2 separate regions of the Oryctolagus cuniculus genome follow, and region 2 is linked to region 1. The links are chromatin contacts, called in public Micro-C maps. All regions are on one chromosome and are shown on one strand. The core of a region is the stretch at or near the end of the contact, and the rest is flanking DNA. Distances in the headings are between cores, read along the strand shown. Region 1 overlaps SYT6 (synaptotagmin 6). Region 2 holds the start of OLFML3 (olfactomedin like 3).

Region 1 (3,176 bases), core at 323-2,822:
GTAAATAAATGAAAAAATTTTTTTAAAGAAACAAGGTCAGAGCTGGCAGTGAGTTGCCAGCCCACCAGAGGCCTCTCGGCTCCCAGTCCATGCCCTAGCCCTAAGCACTTCAGGGTACTCGCACTCGCTCTGGAATCTCTCCAGAGGCTTAGGCAGGGTGGCAGCTGTCACAGTTGCCCCTGGTTGGGGCAGCATTGCATGTAGTGAGCTGCCAGAGGTTGCCTGGGGATCTGCGCAGCAGTACCTCCTGTCTAGGTGGGGGCTGGCCAGGGCACCTCACCTACACTGCCCCAAGGGCCTTCGTCACAAGGTGGGGAGAGGCGGACACGCCCCCCGGGGGGCCCGAGAGCCAGGGACTGGCCTTCCTTATGACACCGTCACAGAAATGTCCAGCCGCAGCTGGCAGGGGTTTGCCCTGCTGCCCTATTCCTTGATGCCACCAAAAAAGGCCGTGGGGCAGGAGCCTCAGACAGCTCTCACCTACCTGGGCAGGTGAACCAGACAGCCTGGCTCCCTGGAAGCCACGGTTCCCCCATGTCCGCTCCCCTCAGCCCTCCGTCTCTCTGGGGACACTTCCCACTGTCAGAAACCGGCCCATCCACCCCGAGAGGGCAGGGCACCAGTAGCTCCATTGGGATTGCTGCTCGTTCCTGCATCAGTGATCTGTCCTGGGGGCAGGGACTCGTGGTCAAGGGGGCTTTGGGGCCACGTGATGGAAGGGAGAAAGCTGTTTTGCTTTCGTGGGTCCTCCTCTCTCACACTCTGCAGACTCATAGGTGTGGAGCCTGTTAGAATGAGGGGGTGATCCCCCAGCTGTGCAGGATACAGACTGGGGTCTGACATGCTGAAAATGAGGCTTACGGCTCGTCCGGCCACCCTGAGCCCCAACCCACTTGAGAAAGAGCAGGCCTGGGGACGACAGAGGTGACAGATCCCAGGATCTGACCTTGGCAGGGTGCAGTAGGGGCTGAGGCAGGCTAGGTCACCCAGAGGGACATCTCCTTTGCAGCTGAGAGAGAAGTGACAGGCTCCAGCTATAAGCACGCCAACAGGATCAAGACTGGAGCCCAAGTCTCAGGACTCCCGCCCAGTGCTCTTTCTCCATGACGTCTCTGCCAGGGGTTAGCCAGAAAGCCAGACACTCTGGGGCCATGGAGAGAAATCTGCTCCTGGGTGCTCTCCATGCACGCCGTGAGAACTGCCAAGTGTCGGCCTGGCTTGAGCCTCAGGGAACTTCCTGTTCTCACGGGCACAGAACTTCTTACCCCTTCTGGGAGAGCACAGACCAGGCCCAGGGGCTTAGTGAAAGCAAGGGGCAGGCTTCTTGGAAGCTCTTGTTTTCCACTAAAAACTCAGAGTTGCTTTCAGCTGCCCAGCAGCGGGGGGCTTTTTCTGGCGGCAGCCTCTGCCTTCCTCCTCCATTCCCTTCATGCCTGTGACACAGCGGGTGAGAAGCACGTGGCCCCCACGACCTCTTCCCACCAAAGGCCGGGGGTCTCGCAGCAGCCGACTGCCATTCTCCAGCCCACGTCGCCATGCAGCACACGTGCCCAGGGCCAGGCGACCACACCCACCTCTTTGAAGGATTTCTTTACCTCCACCAAGGAGTGCCAGTGTGCGATGGGCTTGCGTGGGTACGCCAGCATCTCGTTCCAGTGGTCCCTGCCCAGGCCTTCGGCGCTGATCCCCACGCGGCACACTCCTATGATCTCGTTGTGGCCCACTCTGAGGGAGAAACCAAGGTCCCCGCGTTGGCTACCACTTGAGCTGTGATAGAGGGAGGCCCCGGGGCGGGCCTCTGCCCCGCGGGCTCTGAACACAACGGCTCAGTAGCGGGGTGTCGGCAGCAGTGACACCTTGCCTAGCCTCCTGGAGGGGGCCACTGGACACACACAGCACAGCCAGATGTTAGAAACTCGTCTGGACTCTTGGGAGATGGTGGGCAGATGGCCTGACTCTGGGGAGTGGGAGAGTTTGCGTCTTCACTCATTTCCCTCGGCCGACTCATGACAGCCTCCCTGGAGACATCAGCATTTGGAAATAGATCAACCTGCTCAGAGCGCCGTGGCCCCCAGCAGCTGGGAGTGATTGATTCCCTCATGGAGAGCATCAGTCACCACTCGAGGATGCTCGTCAAGCACCGACTATGCCTGGACACTTAGGCGAAGAACCCCGGACGGAGGCTGTGTTGCTTGGTTTCTCTCTCTTTTAGCTACGGGGACAACTACAGCAAAGGGGCCAAAGGGGGCTGAGTGGTTGGAAAATGGTTTTGAGCCAGGCTTGATGGAAGAACAGGATGAGTGGAAGAGAAGAAATGTATCTGAGGAAGGGAGAATTAGGTTCTTGAGCAGGGCAGGTGCAGAGAGCAAGTGGTCCTTTAGAAGGTGGGTCTTTGCTGGCTGAACCGGGGGGGGGGGGGGCGGGGGGCAATCGGTGGCTGCACAGCCATGCTGGAGTGAGGGTGGTGACAGCAGCAGGAACAGAGAGGATGGAGAGGCACTTTAAAGGGACTCAGAGCCAGAGGGAAGAAGGGAAGTCAGGGAACGGAAAGGTGGACCTGTCTGTCCCTGATGGACATGAGCCAGAGAGGAAGGAACGCTCGGGCCCACTGCCAAGGGAGAATCCATGCCTTTCTTCAACTTCCTGGGCCTGGCTTTGGAGGAGGCGGATCTGAGGCCAAAGGGCACGTGAACCCTGAGCTACAAGGTTCAAGGTCAAGGAGCCCTAAGGGGTGGGGGTGAGGGCTGGGGAATCGTGTCCCTGCGGGAGCTGTACCCACCGATCATAATCCATCACCGAGATGAGCAGGCTGACTTGATCCATGTTTTCGGGGGGAATGTCAAAGATGATGGCCTCATTGTAGACAGGATTGAGCGTGTTCTTCTTTATGGTGGTCTTCTTCTTCTTCAGTCTCCGCCCGTCACAGAGCAGGGACACTTTGACATACGGGTCTGTGCCAATGGGGACCGTGCAAAGGGAAGGCAGCATGTCAAACAGATGTCCCCAAACCCCATTTGCAGCTGTGGGCCTGAAGCCCCACACCTACCACTGCTCCTCAGACGGGATCAGCGGGCTGGTAAGATAATTAAGTCACCTGGAATTTATGTAGCACACCTGTCTCCAAGGACAGTCTGTGCTTAATAAACAGTCTTTAGCTACCTCGGTTTTCTTGGGAG
Region 2 (3,392 bases), core at 95-2,594, 110 kb before region 1:
ACAAAGTAGCTTGTATTTTCAGTATTTTCTACATAATATGGTAAAATGTAGAGCAATTGCAATGCATCAATAAAATGGGTAAATTTTCTGATTCACGTGACTATTTTTGACTTCTGTTGTGGGGTACATGGTGGATCAACATATGATGTCTTTTTGGAGCAACCAAACACAATTGCATTCTTTATACAGAGTTCCATAATGGGAACGAATAGGATTTCATAGGAAATGTGCCGGACCATCTGAATCTGACCCTTTGAAAGAGATAGAAGGATTCTGAGACAGGCTAATTAAACTTTGCTTCCTGACATTTTTCACCAAACATTTAAGGCAGCAGTGTGTCGGGTGGGCCAGTGGTGCAGTGGCTAATGTGTCGGACTATGCATTATTGAGTGAATCCCCACAGGAAGAGTCCCCCACCCAAAGCTGCGTTGGTAGAAGCATGGTCCTTTTCAGTAAAGGACCACCTCTGATCAGACTTATTTTGATTCTAAATTGGGTAAAACTTCTGATAAAGAGGGATTTACCTAGATTAATTACTGCAAGTCTCTGAATAAATGCTGTATTTGGTATCTTTGACACATTTTTGGGCCAAGTTTTCCTTACTGTGGCTGTTAATTCATTTTGTGGTCCTGCAGCCTTAGTTGGGATACAAAATTGAGAAGCACTTAGATATACCCTTTGGACCACAGCCGAGAGAAATGATCAGTAGTCTGTTTTATTCCAGTAGTAGGGAGGTGAGGATTCATTGACTGTGAGTTAGACTGCAGTACACATATTTTTCAGATGTTTTCCCCTGTTAATAAATTAATGTAAATTGGTGTGAATGCTTCTCAGTGTGGTAAGAGAATATCCCTGAATGTCTTCAGGCAAAAAGCCGACAGACAAAAAACATGTAACATGGCTGTGCTGTCATTCTTACATTCAGAAAATCAAGTTAGTTTACTGATTTTTTAGTGACCTGATAACCTTGTTTTGTTTTGTTTTTATCTGCTGTATTCTCTTCCTGGGGCTGAATCAGAGAGAGAGAGAGAGTCAGACACTGGCATGGACCTCTAAGTAACTGAGTGGTCTGTGGGGAAATCTGCATTTTAATGATGAAAGCCATTATACTTCAGTCTCCTTGGCTGGCTTTGTGGAAAATTTTCCACATGGGGTGGAGTCCAAGCCTTGATGCTGTTAATCGTGAGAGAGAACACCAGGTGCTTGGCACAAGATGGCGCCAGTGAGCTACAGAAAAAGTTAAACTTGACCACTTTGGCTCTTCACCTCCTCCCCTCAAACTTCATCCCCCGCCCCATCCCCACTTCCAGCTTACACTGAAGGAGGCAGAAAACAGTCCATTTTGTTCCTGTGAGAGAGGGAGTGCTGTCAGCTTCTGAAACTGAGGGGAGAGTTTGCTGTTTCCTCCGGGGTCCCTGCCTCCTGCAGCCAGCTCTTTCCTCTGGGTGACTGCCCAGAGGCCGCCTGCCCCCCCTTCTCCGCCCTCTCCCCCCTCTCCCTCTTGGGGCGCCTACAGCCTGTGCGGGAGGTGGTTAGGCTCCTGGCTGCTGTGCAATGGGCCATCTGTGTTTAATCAATCAAGGCGGAAAAGGAGGGGGTGGGGATTGTGAAGAAACTGGGAAAGCATTCCAGAGTAGTGAGAGAGACCCGGAGATCAGAAGGAAGGCACCGCCCCCCACCCCGCCTCCAAAGCCAGCCCGCAGGCTTGAGGGGAAGAGGCCGAGTGCACACTTCTTCCACTCTCGACCCACTCTTCACGCTGCCATGGGGCCCAGCATTCCTCTCCTCTTCTTCTTCCTTTTGTCATGGTCAGGACCCCTTCGAGGACAGCAGCACCACCTTGTGGAGTACATGGAACGCCGGCTAGCTGCCTTAGAGGTGAGGGACTCCTTTCTCTTCTAGCCTAGCCTGGAAGGATTCTACATCTTTGATTGGTTCAACAGACCAATTTGTTAGGCATCTGGGGGTGACAGGATAGGATGCTGCAAGAACCTACAGAAGATTTTGTCTTTTGATGAGAGAATCCTCCAACTACAAGCCCTCCTCTCTCCCCACACAGAGGATTCCAAAGCAAACAGACCTTTGTGCTTTACCCACGGAATTAGATGGGGTAAGGGAGCAGAGTGGAAATGAGAGCCAGGACGGTGGGGATGCAACCGGAGGAGCTGATGATTCTGCTGAGTTGAGGTTCCCGAGGAATCTGCAGCTTCCTGCCTTTTTAAGCCAGTGTGCTATCTGCAGCATCCTAATCCCTGTGAAGTGAACTGCACGGTGGAGGAGGGAGCCCTTGCCGCCTTCATGCACCGAGGCTTCCCTTGAACCTCAGAGGGCACAGTGGCCCTGCTCACAGGGTACACAGGGTGGAGGCACGGAGTAGGGGTAGGGTAGGGGCCGAGGTGAAGCTGAGCTGGGCTGTTGCACACTTAGCACCTCTGGACATCTGGTTTTCTTTTCTGTGGGGGCGGAATGGGCTATTAAAGCCTGGCTGAGTTTGTTCTTTTTCGCATTCCTGACTCCCTGGTTGGGCCTCCCCCTGCCTGGGACTTGTAACCCTGCAGCCCTCTCTCCTGATTCCCCATCCCTTCAGGAGCGCCTGGCCCAGTGCCAGGACCAGAGCAGTCGGCATGCTGCCGAGCTGCGGGACTTCAAGAACAAGATGCTGCCGCTGCTGGAGGTGGCAGAGAAGGAGCGGGAGGCGCTCAGAACCGAGGCTGACACCATCTCCGGCAGAGTGGACCGTCTGGAGCGGGAGGTTGACTATCTGGAGACCCAGAACCCAGCTCTGCCCTGTGTGGAGTTTGATGAGAAGGTGACTGGAGGCCCTGGGACGAAAGGCAAGGGCAGAAGAAACGAGAAGTACGATATGGTAACAGGTAAGTGGTCTCAAAGCAGGCCCCTCACGCTCTCAGTAGCCGTTCTTTCGTTCTTTTTTAAGATTTATTTATTTACTTGAAAGGCAGAGAGAGAAAGAGGTCTTCCATCCATTGGTTCACTCCCCAAGTGGCTGCAACGGCCAGAGCTGGGCTGATCCGAAGCCAGGAGTTTCATCCAGGTCTCCTACGCGAGTGCAGGGACCCAAGGACTTGGGCCACCTTCCACTGCTTTTCCAGGCCACTGCAGAGAGCTGGATCACAAGTGGGGCAGCCGGGACTCGAACTGGCGCCCACGTGGGATGCCGGCACTGCAGGCAGTGGCTTTACCTGCTATGCCACAGCACTGGCCCCCTCAGTAGCCTTTCTTCCTTGTTTCTCTTTCCTCTTTGTCCTTGTCCACTGTGACTCCAGCTTCTAGAGTGTGTGTTCGGGTGATCTCTGTAATGACAGGTCCATGAAGGAGAGCTGCTGGGGACCCAGACCTCTGAGGTACCCTCCATTCCCCAGTCCTCCACAAGA

Evidence for each region. A called contact is a pair of places that touch in the nucleus more often than the background predicts.
Region 2: a contact with region 1 is called in a Micro-C map of ear pinna, with 2.2 times the contacts expected there. The contact joins the promoter of OLFML3 here to the enhancer-like site in region 1. A contact is called at or near these places in 2 of 6 Hi-C or Micro-C datasets (ear pinna and psoas muscle).

What each region holds. Positions count from the first base shown.
Region 1 is chr7:56,265,952-56,269,127 of mOryCun1.1, reverse strand. SYT6 (synaptotagmin 6) reads right to left here. Exons shown (of 8, transcript XR_007923501.2): 5 at 2,780-2,951; 6 at 1,596-1,725. Among named protein-coding and RNA genes, the nearest start is that of SYT6, 53 kb to the right of the region's middle. Within about 2 kb of position 1,572, at least 1 of the 8 cell types and tissues checked has an H3K27ac peak or open chromatin away from gene starts, as enhancers often do. A contact at or near this core is called in ear pinna, where this site is marked.
Region 2 is chr7:56,372,710-56,376,101 of mOryCun1.1, reverse strand. It overlaps OLFML3 (olfactomedin like 3), which reads left to right and starts at 1,344. Exons shown (of 3, transcript XM_002715753.5): 1 at 1,344-1,878; 2 at 2,588-2,873. The coding sequence starts at 1,555. It overlaps HIPK1 (homeodomain interacting protein kinase 1), which reads left to right. Exons shown (of 16, transcript XM_051856145.2): 16 at 1-91.